2 separate regions of the Mus musculus genome follow, and region 2 is linked to region 1. The links are chromatin contacts, called in public HiChIP or PLAC-seq maps. All regions are on one chromosome and are shown on one strand. The core of a region is the stretch at or near the end of the contact, and the rest is flanking DNA. Distances in the headings are between cores, read along the strand shown. Region 1 holds the start of Usp12 (ubiquitin specific peptidase 12). Region 2 holds the start of Gsx1 (GS homeobox 1).

What was found. HiChIP or PLAC-seq counts read pairs in DNA pulled down with a chosen protein or histone mark.
Region 2: a contact with region 1 is called in an H3K4me3 HiChIP or PLAC-seq map of embryonic forebrain, with 3 times the contacts expected there. The contact joins the promoter of Gsx1 here to the promoter of Usp12 in region 1. A contact is called at or near these places in 5 of 39 promoter capture datasets (embryonic stem cells, hippocampal neurons and liver), 1 of 484 Hi-C or Micro-C datasets (embryonic stem cells) and 3 of 115 datasets of contacts at active chromatin or transcription factors (embryonic forebrain, microglia and pancreatic cancer cells).

The regions. Positions count from the first base shown.
Region 1 is chr5:146,790,541-146,797,466 of GRCm38.p6, forward strand. Usp12 (ubiquitin specific peptidase 12) reads right to left here and starts at 4,416. Exons shown (of 9, transcript NM_011669.3): 1 at 4,075-4,416. The coding sequence starts at 4,122. 1700041I07Rik (a long non-coding RNA gene) reads left to right here and starts at 5,285. Exons shown (of 2, transcript XR_377208.4): 1 at 5,285-5,582.
Region 2 is chr5:147,184,431-147,191,356 of GRCm38.p6, forward strand. It overlaps Gsx1 (GS homeobox 1), which reads left to right and starts at 4,266. Exons shown (of 2, transcript NM_008178.2): 1 at 4,266-4,868; 2 at 5,348-6,517. The coding sequence starts at 4,460. The coding sequence ends at 5,724.

The DNA.
Region 1 (6,926 bases), core at 3,166-5,665:
AACCTAAGGACTATGGCTCCCAAGTTCTCTCCTCTGCCTCCACATAAATGAATTTTGATTTGGATCAGGACAGAACATCTAAGAGTTTCTTAAATGTCCCTAAACGTCCTTCTGGCATTTCTCACTACATGTTTTATGGGAAACAGTTTCTCACCAGAGACATAAAAGTCAAACTATCAATCCTGATGACTGCAGAAAGGAAGCACTCCAAGAATGGAGGAGCCTACCTTTAATTTCATCGCTCGATTGACAAGTGGAAGCAGGAGATTCAGGAGTTCTCCAAACACAGAAAGGAGTAAGGGGGTGGAGAGCAGGAGGGACACAGAGGAAAGGAAGGCAAGGCAGTGACCTGCTCATTTCTCCATGTTCCTTCAGATAAAGCCTAAGTTTTAGGGCTGTCCCCCTCCTTTCTGGAATGATGCTAAGCTGCATGCCCACACACGCATACTAGCCCAGCAGCAAGAAAAGGCAAGGGAACCAGCTTTACCTGAGATGGCTGCAATAAGTGCTTTATAGTTTCCACGTCAGAGTCCAGTACAACCTAGCACCTACCTTGTGGCTTTCACTTCACTCACACCCACACTCACTCTCGCGCACACACACGCACACCTCCTGCCAGGCAAGCAGCCAAGCCAGTGCCATCTCAAGCTGAGAAGCCGCTCACCTCCTTGTTTCTGCTCTATCCAATCTCCCTCCCAATAAGTCTTTCCCAACCAGGACTCCCACAACCAGAGACAGCGGCCAGCTTCAGCCAGTGCTACAAACTCCCAGTGGGCAGCCCTGGTCTCCGGAAGACATCCTGGACACCTGGATTAGCTGCGGGCTGCTGCTGATTTCCAACCAGGACCCTCTGCTGTTCGCTGATTACTAAGTACAGAACTCAGCAGTTCATGAACCACACTGCACCAGGCTGTGAGAACAGTAATCTCCCGTAAGGAGCAGCCGCACACCAAGCTGAAGGTGTACTAGAGTGGCCAGTAGGGAACCGATTCTGGAGGCACGCTCACGACAGTCTGAAGACAGGCACTCTCTGAGCCAGGCCACAACACCAAGACAAACACATCACACTCATTTTCACACAAAGGCAGAACAGTGATCTGAATCAAGGCCTGATCTGAATCAAGATCTAAATTCAAAATATTGAAGACTTATTTGTAATCTATTTCACCCAATAAAGCTACTGCAGGTTTGCTCTGCACCTTATTTTGACAAGTGAAAAAATTATGTAAACTTCCATACTTAACAGAATAAAATTTCAATTCATCAAGTGTTTCTCTGTTTCTGACCTGCTGACGCATCCATTTCTGAGTCCCCTTCCCTCCACTGTTCCACAGCTTCACTCAGCCTTCCCTCCCTCTACTTCAAACTCACCTTGTGAGTAAATGAAGGCCTCTCTGCACTGTATGAAGATGTTAATGCTCCAATCAAATGGCATAAATAAATGGTAAGTTTTTCACTAAACCCCTCAGTCTAAACCTGGTGTAATGGTGCATGCCTGATATCTCAGTGACTGGAAAGTAGAGGCAGGAGAATCATGAGTTCAAGGCCAGCCACCACTACATACCAAATTCAAACTCAGCGTGACCTACAGAAGACCCTGTTTCAAAACTGCAGCAAAGGTGGAAATCAAGCAAACAAACAACCCCCCCACCATGAACTACTGAAAGGTAAGGGGGACCATAGACAGCACAGTACTCCCGAGATCACAAAAGTCCTGTGCAACTGTCTAAGGCAGGGTGTTGTTCAGGTCACGTGACCTGCTGAAGAGAGTTACTCGCTGGACAGTTCACATTCCAAGCAAAACAGAACCTACAAGCAGGCTGTTTCTCATTTTCACTTTCAATTCATTCTCAGAAGATGGACAGCAAGCTCCCTTACACTCAAAACTGCAAATCACTCTGATGCTCAGAACCTACTCCGGGAGGGTAGTAGGATTTATTCAAGTAAGAACACAGACACGCCCAATCTTAATAGCACCTTTCTAACAGTCTCACTCTGGCCAGGCATGGATGCCTATGCATTTGCCAAAAAGCATACACACACCATGTGCAATTACCGGACCCGGGCAGAAGCCCTAAGGAGAGTGAGCTTGGGAGTGGACATCAGCCTCTCTCTGGATAGAGAACCCTGGCAGGGCTCTGTCCTCTGCTGCTCTTTTCTGGGGTTGTTTTGTGGATGTTAGGTTTTTTGGGGGGTTGGGGGAAGTGGGGGGGGGTGTTTGTTTGGTTTGGAAACAGGGTTTCTCTGGCTGTCCTGGAACTCACTTTGTAGACCAGGCTGGCTTCAAACTCAGAGATCTGCTTGTCTCTGCCTTGAGAGTGCCACAACCCACCACGCCCTTTGTTGCTCTTATTTGATTGTGCTACATTATTACATACATGAGTATTGTCTCCCTCAAGTAGTAGTAAACACAAGAAAGTGGGCATTATCTTTGGTTAGGGAGGGTCAGTTCTTTTGACAGGAGGTCTTAGCTACACTTGCCTGGAAAGTGTGATCTTTCTACACCCAAAGTCCTGGGCTAGAAGCATGCCATAAAAAGCCCTGCTGTGGCAACTGTCTGGATCACTGCTGTAGCCCCAGTTCCAGTCAGCTGGTGCTAGATGGATACTTGACTAAACTGAGTGAATGAACAGACTACAGGAATCACACCACTCCTGAAACCTTCGACTTTGTCAATGAACCATGACCCCAAAATACACGGAGCTCAGCAATCTGGCAAAATTATCACTATGAAAGATTCGATTATCCCATGTGGCATGTCTAATTAGCACAACCAATCCCAGTAACTGTAAACACAGCCCCCTTCTCAACCCCAGGAAAGAAGAATTACCCACGTGGGAAAATGGAGCCTTCAGTGATTCCATAATCTTCCGACTTTTTTGATGCTGTGGATTTTAAGTCCACTTATTCCACCCCTTTTTTTAATACTGTTCCACAGAAAGTAGCACAGAGTCCACTTTTCCTACCTGATTCTCCACTCCTTACACACACACACACACACACTCACACACAACCACAGATCACTTGCAGGTGGAAGATGGTTTGGAGAATCTCCTAGATACAACCCAGAACACAAAAACGGAGATGAAGCAGGTGCAGGTCTTTGGTAAATAACTCCAGACCCACACTGCAAAGAGTAACTTTTTTCATTGATTCATAAATCACAATCTCTACGGCGAAGTTCATAAAGGAGGTAATGGATTTGCTTTATCACGTGGGAAGCCGTGGTGCTTCTGGCAATGCACAAAAACACGTTTGGAACCCACCCGCGCGCGTTTCGTTTTTTTCGGGGGAATCTGTGTACTTCAACCCCACACAGCGGTGTCTGCTCTATTAAAATAAACAAATGACAGGAAAGCGAATGCAGCTTTTCAAGATTAACACAGATTCCCAGAGACAAGGCTGCCATCTGGACGGACACAGGTTGGAAGCCGCAAGAGTTCCTATCGCTTCAGAGAGTTGAAAATAAGAAAACATTTCAACAGCACTCTTAAAAGTTTCCACCTTCACACGCCCCCTTCCCGAGCCAGGGCCTGGGGCTCCACCTAACCCGAGGAGGAACTCCGCCAGGACTTCCGTCTTCCAGTAGGATCGAGACCCTTCCTTCCTGCCGCAGACCCCCGCCCTGCCCCGCGCAGGGCCCCAAGGAAATGCCGCGTCCCTTCCCCTGGCACAATCCCCTCGCTTCCCGGTACCAGTCCCCAGTTTAAAGTCCCGGCTCCAGCCTCCAACCTCAGTCCACACCTCGAGTCCCCAAGTCCCCAACCCCAGTCTGCAGCCCTTACCCCCAACCCCGTCCCTGAGCCCCCAGGCCCTAGTCCCCAGCCACAGTCCCCGAGTCCCCGGTGCCCAGACCCAGAGCTCCCCGTCCTCAACTGCGACCCCGTGGTCAGGACCCAACCCCGAGCCCCGGTCGGTCCTATCCCCAGTGTCCCGGCCCCGCCTGCCGTGTCCAGCACGCCTTCCCCGCGGCCACTCGGCCCCGCGCCCGGTCCGCCCGCACACGACCAGGCCCGCGGGCGGCGCCTCGAAGGCGGGGACCGGCCCCCCGGGCCGCGCTGCCGCCGCACCTACCATGGTACAGATGGAGGCGAATTTGGAGACTGTCATTAGGATTTCCATCCGCCCGGCGCCATCTTCCAGACAGTCGCGGCGGGCGGGGGACGCGGGGAGCCGGGCCGCCCGCTCGCTCCGCAGCCCGCGGCCGCACCCGGAGCCGCCGCCGACCCACGCTTCTAGCCTGCTGGGCCGCCGCTGCCGTCGTCGCCGCGGGCGCTCAGGCTTCCTCCGGCCCAGCCCCCGCCCGCCGGCCGCCCGCCCGCCCCCGGCTCCGCCCCGGCGCACGGCGCAGCCGCCGCCTCAGGGCCCGCGCCTGCCCGGGAAGCCGCTCACAGCACACCCCGCCCAGCGCGCTGGGGAGAGAGCTCCGCGCAGGCCCTACCGCCCCGACGACCGGGCAGCGTCCTTCCGCCCCGCCCGCCTCCGGCGCCGCCACGCCCACCGCAGCTGTGCCACGCCCATGGTGCCCCGCCCTCCCACGGGGGGGGGGCGAGCTTGGGGAGGACGGCTCCACCCAGTGCGCGTTGGGGCGGGGCGAGACCCGTGCCGCGTTCCTCCTGCAGATGGGTCCTAGCGCCGACGTGAAGCACCTACCTTAGCTTGCAAGAGCGGGTCTTTAGGGGATCGAGCCTTTGCTCTGCGGCGTCTGTGACATCAAGCAGCCTTTAGAGCGACTGACAGTCAGTTGAAACAGAAGACGGAGACCATATCTGGGAAACTGGATGGGTTGGAAGGCAACCCCGCCAGAGTCCCAAGCACTTGGATGTTTTTCTGGGGTGAATCATCTGGGCCTAATTCCCTAAGAAAAGGCTAATTAGATAAAAAGACAAGATTTAACTCTATGAATTAGCAGTAGTGGGGGAGAAGAGGAAGGGGAGCCAATCCTGAAAAACAGTGGGATACCAACTTGGAATTTGTAACAGGGTGGTATGTCCCAAGTAAGAAGCCGAAGCCAATGTGTGAGGAGCACATAGACCGTGTTAGCTAGTGGATGAACGCTTCCTATTTTCTACCGGCAGAAAATTCATAAAACTTCATAAATTACTACTTTAAAAAGCCTGTGATTTGTTTTGATTGGTGATCTGAGGGTAGGACCTTTTCTGCCTTCCACCCAACTCCCCACCACACCGGGTCTGTGGAACTTGGGGCCTAAATTCCGACGAAAGCTCTAAAATCTGATAAGCCTCACTTCATAGTCCAAAGCATTCAAAAGACCGAGAATTTGAACAAAATTTAGTCGAGAAACAGATTTCTGGTACATGAATACTGTTTCCATAGCAATTCCATTGTAAGCGTTGGGGGAGGGGAACACCCACTGAATACAGCTAAGTATTCTGGCAGCTGCTTATTCTCCAGGTATCTACCTTCGTAGTGGCTAGGCCTCCCGCTTTTCTGTAGATACCACGGCAGGGGCTTGGACTCTGGTTTACACCAGTTCAGATCTATGCAATGTTTGTCGCGTTGCTCGCCACTCTAGACTCCACAAGCATAGAGCATGGTCGTACAACATCTATATTTTAAAGGTAAGGATGGGAGCTGGACATATGGCTTAGTTGGCGAAGTGTTTGTGTAGGTGTTCTGAGGTTTCATATCCTCAGCTGAAGTGCTAATCCTACTATGGTAAGGTCATCCTCAGCTATTTAATGAGTTCAAGACCAGCCTGGATCACTTGAGTCCTTGTCCCCAAAAAAATAAATGAATGAAAAGCCAGTCACAGGGAATTGTGACATGCACCTACAATCCCAGCATAGGAAACAGAGAAAGGTGAGTCTCTGTGAGTTCAAGGGCAGCCTGGACTAAATAGCAAATCTACAGATCAGCCAGATCTATGCAGGGAGACCTGGCCTCAAAAATAAATAAAAGAGAATAAACAGCACATGTATGAAATTGTCAAAAAGAAATTAGCAAAAGCCAATGAGTAATTAATTAAAATGTTGAGCAAATAAAACCCTCCAGCTGTCAGTGTGCCGCCTCAGAATTCCTGTCATAGGCTAGGTAGTCTGCTGGATAAGGTTTCATTTTTAAGCTTTATTATTTTTACTTTATGTGTATGGGTGTTTTGCTTGCTCACATGCGTACAGTGTCCGCGGAGGCCAGAAGAAGGCATCAGATCCTCCTGGAACTGGAGTTGTAGAAGGTTGTGAGACCAGATGGATGCTGGGAACCCTTTGAATGCTCTAAGCGTAAACCTTCCAATAACCCCAGAGATCCATCATGCCAGGCTTGTTTTCTAATTGAAGAAGTATAGCATTCATCATTGCACCCCTAGTGAGTGCAGGGCCTGGGTCTATACACACACAGCACAGGCTCTGTCCCTGAAATCTGACGTCTCTCCCTACCTCTCCCAATGAGTCAACCTCTTTGGTTGCATTAATAATGTGGTCTAGCTGTTCAGATAGTAGATGTCAATCAAAATAGCCATAGTTCTAACTCAAGTCTATGTTGGAAATTGTCTTAGGGTTTCCATTGCTCTGAAGAGACACCATGACCAAGGCAACATTCTTATAAAGGACAACATTTAATTGGGCCTGGCTTATACTTTCAGAGGTTCAGTCCATTGTCATCATGATAAAAAGCATGGCAGCATGCAAGCAGACATGGTGCTGGAGAAGGAGCTGAGAGTTCTATATCTTCATCTGAAGACAGCCTGGAGGGAAATCTCCACACTGGGTGGAGCTTGAGCACTAGGAGACCTCAAAACCCGCCTACACAGGGCCACACCACCTCCAAGAAGGCCACACCTCCTCATAGTGCCACTTACCATAGGCCAAGCATATTCAACTCGCCACAGGAATGGAACCCAGGACCTAATTTAGGCTTAGACAAGTGTTAAACCACTGAGTTACACTCCCAGTGCAATGGCTTTT
Region 2 (6,926 bases), core at 3,016-5,515, 390 kb after region 1:
TGTCTCGAAAAACCAAAAAAACAAAAACCAAAAAACCAAGAAAGAAAGAAAGAAAGAAAGAAAGAGAGAAAGGGAGAGAGAGACAGAGACAAAGAGGGAGAGAAAGGAAGAAAGAAAATGAGGAGGAAGGAAGGAAGGAAGATCTATCTTGAGAATCAAGCATTAACAGTGCATGCCTCTGATCCCATCACTCAGGAGTCAGAGGCAGGGGGATCTTTATGAGTTTTAGCCAGTGTGATCTAAAGAGCCAGTTCCAGTATTGAAGGGGCTACAGAGAGAATGTTTGTCTCAAAGAAGAAGGGGGGGGAGGAGGGGGAAGGAGGAGGAGGAGGAAGGACTAAATAAGTAAATCTTGGACCACGTGCAGAAATCCAAGGGTGTCAGTTCAAGTCTCCATGACTGGGTCTCACCTCATCTTCCTGTGCACACCCATTGTCACGGTCCTCAATCTCCTTGGGGATCTTCCTCTCCTGGTTGCAGTCAGCATTCCCTGACACCCCTGGCCTCTTGTTTCTGCTCATTGGGACAGCTGGCAAGCCCCTGGGCCAGCTGTCTAGACACCTGCTGCTCAGGAGACAGAATCTTTCCTTACAACAGGAATTCTCTGGTACCTCAGCCAAAAATAAAATAAAATAAAATAAAATAAAATAAAATAAAATAAAATAAAAAAAAAAGGCAGAACTGTGCTGCTATTTCCTAGGCGTGGACTGTATGTATCTCTTCCCCTTCCAGCTCAACCTCCTCTTTTCTATAAACAGGAAACATCTCAGACATGAAGTCTTTCTCCGTAAGAACTACCTCGAATGGAAGCCATTTTGTCTCTAGAACCTGCCTCGGAGGCTGGGGGTGGATGGGGCATTCTTAGGTTTGTCTGATAGTCAGTTAACAAACACATTGAGGTCTTATGAAGGCCCAGATCCCGGGAATGAGGGAGGACCCGCAGATTCCAAGACCCTTGACCTCCTGGGTCTCACCACACACGTCTGCCAGTCCAGTCAGGCTCCTCAGGATCCAGGTAGAATTAGGCTAGGCGGACACGGCAGAAAATCCAAGGAAAGTCCTGCTTCCGGGTGAGTTCTTTCACCTTGATTTATTCCCCCAACAAATAAGCCTATTATGAGTTAGGGAGTTTTTGCAACAGATACAGCAGACCCTCATTCTTCCAGAACACGGATTTCAGGATGGTGAGGGAGCCAGAAAAGTGAAAGAGCAAAAGGCACAACCAACTTAGAAGTTGCTTCTGAGGCAGAAGCTTCTGAGGTAGAGAGGGCAGGGAGACGGATGGTGTTTTAAATATGGCTTCTATGAGAAGGCAAATGATCTTTGAGGGATGGAGATGGGGAAAATCCACATTTATGCTTTTTTTTTTCCTTCCTGCAAATATCTCACAAGGGAGGCCGCGGTGTGCACGGGGAAGAAAAGGCCGGGATCGCAGAAACGGTTCCAGTTTGAGCCGTACCTGATGGACACTTGAAAACCGGCTGGGGGCGGGGAAGCGGGCGCTGAGGCCCAGGGGCTGGGGGGGGGGGGGCGACGATGGGGGGGGGGGGGCTGTCGCAGGGCTGTCAGGCTAATCCGGCTGCCTGCTCCCACCCTGCCCCTCCCTAGGGGGCGTTTGTTCCGCGGAGAACAGTTCAGCCGAAGGGAGCTCGGCCTGGAGCTTTAAGTAGAAAAGCAGCTCCGCTGCGGGGAAGACCACAAGAGGAACTGGGGAACGCAGAGGCAGAAGGCAGGGCGACAGGGCCACCGTGCGCCCGGGGAGCGGACCTAGCTGCCCGTACTGCTCCACGAAGCAGAACTTTTTATCAAGTGATTGCCTGGTGCAGCGGTGACCTAGGAACACCGAGCAGGGAGTCCATTACCCATCGCAGAGTTTGGACATAGCCAGGTTGCCAGCGCCTTCTCTTCAGGCCGGGTGAAAACACCCTGGGACAGGTCAGTCCCTGCCCGGGACTCCCCCGTTCCGAGTTACACAACCAACCGTTTCACCATTTCGGCACAAACCCCGGTCCACTGTGGGGCCGCACATTAAAAAGTGTTATTCGCTTTGAAGGTTTTGTCTAATGGTTCTAAACTGAAAGAAAATGTTTTCCTATTACTTAATTCAATCATAGCGAAGAGACTTGGTAAAAAGCCCACGGATTTTGTCCCAAAGTGTGACAGAGTTCTCTTTGTGTTTGCTTATCCTCCGCTGTCACACACTTTAATTCGCCTCTCTTTATCTGGCATTCAAAACTTTCTTCAATGACATTCAATAAGGTCTAGGGGCTGGAGGGAGAGGGGGAAACTGGTTATTCTCCCCCCCCCCCCCCCATATTCTTTCCCAGTAGCTTTGGCCTTGCTTGTATTCAAGGGCTCTTAACCCTTTCCTCGCTTGGGGCGTTCGGCAGCTCCCAGGAGAGCCCTTGCATTGGCACCTCGGCTGACTTGCCAGCTTTGGAGCGCAGCAGCCTCCCCCTTCTACCCTCGGGCAGCGTCCACACCCGTTCCGCCCTAACCCGCCTCAGCCCAGCGGGGAGCCCCTCTCTAGTCTCAGCTCTCCCGCCACCCAGCCCAGCCCAAATTTCCCAGAGAGCAATTAGAACGGGAATTAGGCTGCATTGATGCGTACCGGCTGGTTTGCGGGAGCTTTGGGGCCGAGACCATAGCTTGGGGGCACCGCATGCCAAGCACCAGGGGACCACTGAGCCCTCACTCTTGCTAGATGGCGAGATGGCACGCCCTCCACGCAGGTTAGCTCCCCCTATGGCGACCCTCCCATTGTCGAGGCAGTTGCTCTCACACACACCCTCTCCCATAACAAATCATCTTTGATTTTTTTAACCAGTTGTTTGTGGCGGCTCGGATGTCATGAACACTGCAAACCCATACAGAGGCCTCGGGTTTGGGCGGCCTTGCACTGATTCATCCACCCCCTCCGTAAAGCTCCCCTTTCTTGGTCTCACGATTCCGTTCACGGTTCAGAGCAGGTGACTGTGGCGATTTGTAAAATCGAAAGTAGTAAATTCGAAATCTTTTATGCTAATTTCTCATTGTATGTTAAACGCACAGGGACAGAGACAGCTCTGAATCCCGGGATGATTTTTTTAAAAAACTGAAGCTGTGTACACAGAGCGTGGCATTTGAAGTTGTTTAACCATTGTGTTACCAGAAAGAAAGAAAAAAAAGAGTGCGGCGACGGTAGGAGGAAGCAAAGGGCAACAGAAACTGGGAAAGACAGAAGAGTGCTCTTCCTTTCTCTCCAGCCGTGGGAAGCAACGCTTTCGAGTGCACCGGCGTGTCTAGTGGAGTGTGTGCGAGTGGAGAGTGCGCGCGCAACGTCTGTGAGAGTCTACACCATCCACACTCACCACGTTTGGTGGGGTGGGAAAGCTTCATACCCACGAATTCGGCTCTCACTCCCCTTGCTATGTATCTGTCCGTATTTTCAAAGACTACCCACCCGCGTACTTGTTTTGTTGCTATTTCTTTACATACACGGCCCTGTTGTTGAAGGGAAGAGCTGGTTGGCCAAGGGTCCACCGAACAAAGATGAGGAGTCACAGGCAACACCAAAATTGGGAGCCTTTGATTTTCTGAGAAAACACGGACAGAGATGAGGTTAGTCTCCAATGAGGACTAGGGAGCCTTTCTCTCATCCTCTGAGGCGCACTCAGAAACCTTGTTTTTCTGTCTCCAAATAGTGCGAGAGAAGAGACTCCACAGGTGGGAATGGTGGCCGCCCATTAGGATGCTTCATAGGATGCAGAGCTGAGCTTCGAGAACTAAGCGAAAGCGATACACTTGGTGGAACTGGGGTGGGGGGAACGAGCAAGGAAGAAGTAACAGAAAGAAAGGGACCAGGATCAAGTGGGCAGAGGAGATGGGTGTGCGCCCACGGGGATCTGTGCAAGCGAGGCAGCACGGGTGCGGAAATCAATAAGATAAATGGACCGATCGCCAGCGCAAAGCCAAAGGAAAGTAAGAAATAAAGAGAAAGAAAAGAATATTAAATCGCGGGAGAATGAGAAAATAAACCCGAAAAGGGAAGAGGAGGGGGGCGAGTGCGCCTGTTACGGCGTGGGTGGGGTTGACAAGAATAGAGTACATTATGCAGTTCATTTAGTTAACAAGTGAAATAATGAGGAAGCGTGCAGAGTGAATGCCAAGAGAAAGGGCACAAAAACCCTATTGAGAGGCCCCGGCCGCTCCTGGCGTAGCCCATCACATGGCAATAGTCCTATTTAAGCGGCGCCGCCGGCGTCTTTCAGCACCACTAGCGCTGGCCAGCACCTCGCCCGCTCCGGGAGGTGCCCGCAGCAGCAGCCAAGGTGATTCCAGCCCGGGCTTGAGCCGCGCGTGGAGCCTCCGGGGCCCGGGAAGCTGCGGGTGGCCGCGGCCAGGGGAAGCTACGACAGGATCTGCAGTTCCCTCGGGCTCCAGGGGCGGGCTGGCGGCAGGTGGACCGCGCGCCGGAGCCATGCCGCGCTCCTTCCTGGTGGATTCCCTTGTGCTGCGGGAAGCCAGCGACAAGAAGGCTCCGGAGGGCAGCCCGCCACCGCTCTTCCCCTACGCGGTCCCGCCGCCGCACGCGCTCCACGGCCTCTCGCCGGGCGCCTGCCACGCGCGCAAGGCCGGCTTGCTGTGCGTGTGTCCCCTCTGTGTCACCGCTTCGCAGCTGCACGGGCCCCCCGGGCCGCCGGCACTGCCGCTACTCAAGGCGTCCTTCCCTCCCTTCGGATCGCAGTACTGCCACGCACCCCTGGGCCGCCAGCACTCCGTGTCCCCTGGAGTCGCCCACGGCCCGGCTGCGGCCGCAGCAGCTGCTGCACTCTACCAGACCTCCTACCCGCTGCCGGATCCCAGACAGTTTCACTGCATCTCTGTGGGTAAGCGGGGTCCCCGCGCGAAATTGGGGGGCGGTGGTCCCGGGGTGGGGGGAAGTGAGTGAGCTAGGGATGGGGAAACGGCGCGCTATGGGGGACGGTGAGGATACTCGAGGGGCGCTCACAGTGCTAGACTGGGACCGGACGTAGGAACCGGGGAGAAGCCAGAAAGATCCTGGGGCGAAGGGGAAGGGGTTAAGGCCAGCTTTGAGATGTTCCTTAAAGGGGTGTTAGGGACAACCGATTCCGAGGAGAATTGGAGTCTGTGACTTGGCAAGGAGGCACCCGCCTGTGGAGTGATGAATGGAAGGATGGAAGGGATGTGTGCCTGATTCCAAGGTTGAGGCTAGCCTCAGTTCAGCGGGAAATTAGGCCCAAGGCTCAGAGGTTTGATGATCTCTCTCTCTCTCTCTCTCTCTCTCTCTCTCTCTCTCTCTCTCTCTCTCTTTCCCTCCCTCCCCCCCCCCCCCATCGCCCTCCAGACAGCAGCTCGAACCAGCTGCCCAGCAGCAAGAGGATGCGGACGGCGTTCACCAGCACACAGCTCCTGGAGCTGGAGCGAGAGTTCGCCTCCAACATGTACCTCTCCCGCCTGCGGCGCATCGAGATCGCGACCTATCTGAACCTGTCCGAGAAGCAGGTGAAGATCTGGTTTCAGAACCGCCGGGTGAAGCACAAGAAAGAAGGCAAAGGCAGTAACCACCGCGGCGGAGCTGGGGCGGGGGCCGGCGGGGGCGCACCGCAAGGCTGCAAGTGCTCTTCGCTCTCCTCAGCCAAATGCTCAGAGGACGACGACGAATTGCCCATGTCTCCATCTTCCTCCGGGAAGGATGACAGAGATCTCACAGTCACTCCGTAGGTGCGCCTTTTAGAGGACCATTGGTTTCCCCACCCCCCACCCCGACCCTTCCCGCACTGGTCCCCAGGCACCCGCTGGCCAACCGACGGATTTCGTTGGGCTTTGCGGTGGTGCGCAGCTTTAGGCAGAGCTAAGACCTTAGCAGACACTTGAAGACAGTGCCCCTGTCCCTTGGGCTTCAGGGTGTTTAGGAGGACTCCAAGCGATGAAGGCTGAGTCCTCCTCCTAGGACACAGCCTCTTCTCCCAGGCACGCAGGCCGGAGCACAGCGCCTTGCTGACCGCCAGCGCCTCTTCGCCTGCCAACTCTGGGCTGGTTCAAGCTTCCTCGGTTCCACTATTCTCTCCTTCTCGGTCAATCTGGGCTTTTCACTCCGCGAGTGGCTGTTTGCTTTTCTTTTAACATTTCTTTCTTGCCCCCAACTCGTCTCCCCCCACTGTGGTCCTTTATGCAACACGTCTATGGACTTAACTTTTCCTTCCCTCCTCAGGAAGTCTCTCCCTTCTGTCCGTTTGTCCCTTAAACAGGGATCAGGTCTTGCTGTTCGAAGAAGTCCCCCTAGCAGAGAGAACTGTCTCACATGGTATTGTATTGGGGAAAATGACTCTGTTTCCAATACGCTCTAAACCCCCTTCAAATGAAGCCGCTGTAACCAACCTCTCCCCATTGTCCAGGCCCCGACTCCCTCTGGGGACTGACTGACTGTGTCATTGTATCGTCTCTGTAATGCCAGAAGATATTTATTTATTTATTTATGTACAAAATTTTAAATAAACTTTTTTTTTCTTAGAAATTCCCCTGCCTCTGGGGTCCCCAGGCTTAGGCTGTAGGCCAGGCAGGCACAGGCAAGGGCTGGCACTCTCTGCTTGGGCGCTGCAGAGATCCAAGCTCAGCTCCTCCACTTACAGGTAGCCACTCTCCTCCCCACACCCGCAGCTCTCTTGAAGCTCCGGGATTCTACTCCAACTCCGTGTCCTTCCCAGTATTCCTGTGCAGGGCGGGCAGGCTGGCTGCTCCCTCCGATCTCCAACAAAAGATGCTATGCTTCCCTGGCTAATTCCAAGGGTAGAGACCAGGGATCCAACCTTCTTAGGGTTTGAGCTGCTCTAGCCTTTATGAAGGGTGCGCCCCGGTTTTGCTTTCAGGCAAAAGGTCCCTGAAAGGTGGCGCAAGATTCCAGCTGATTCCGGCTTTCCTCGGGG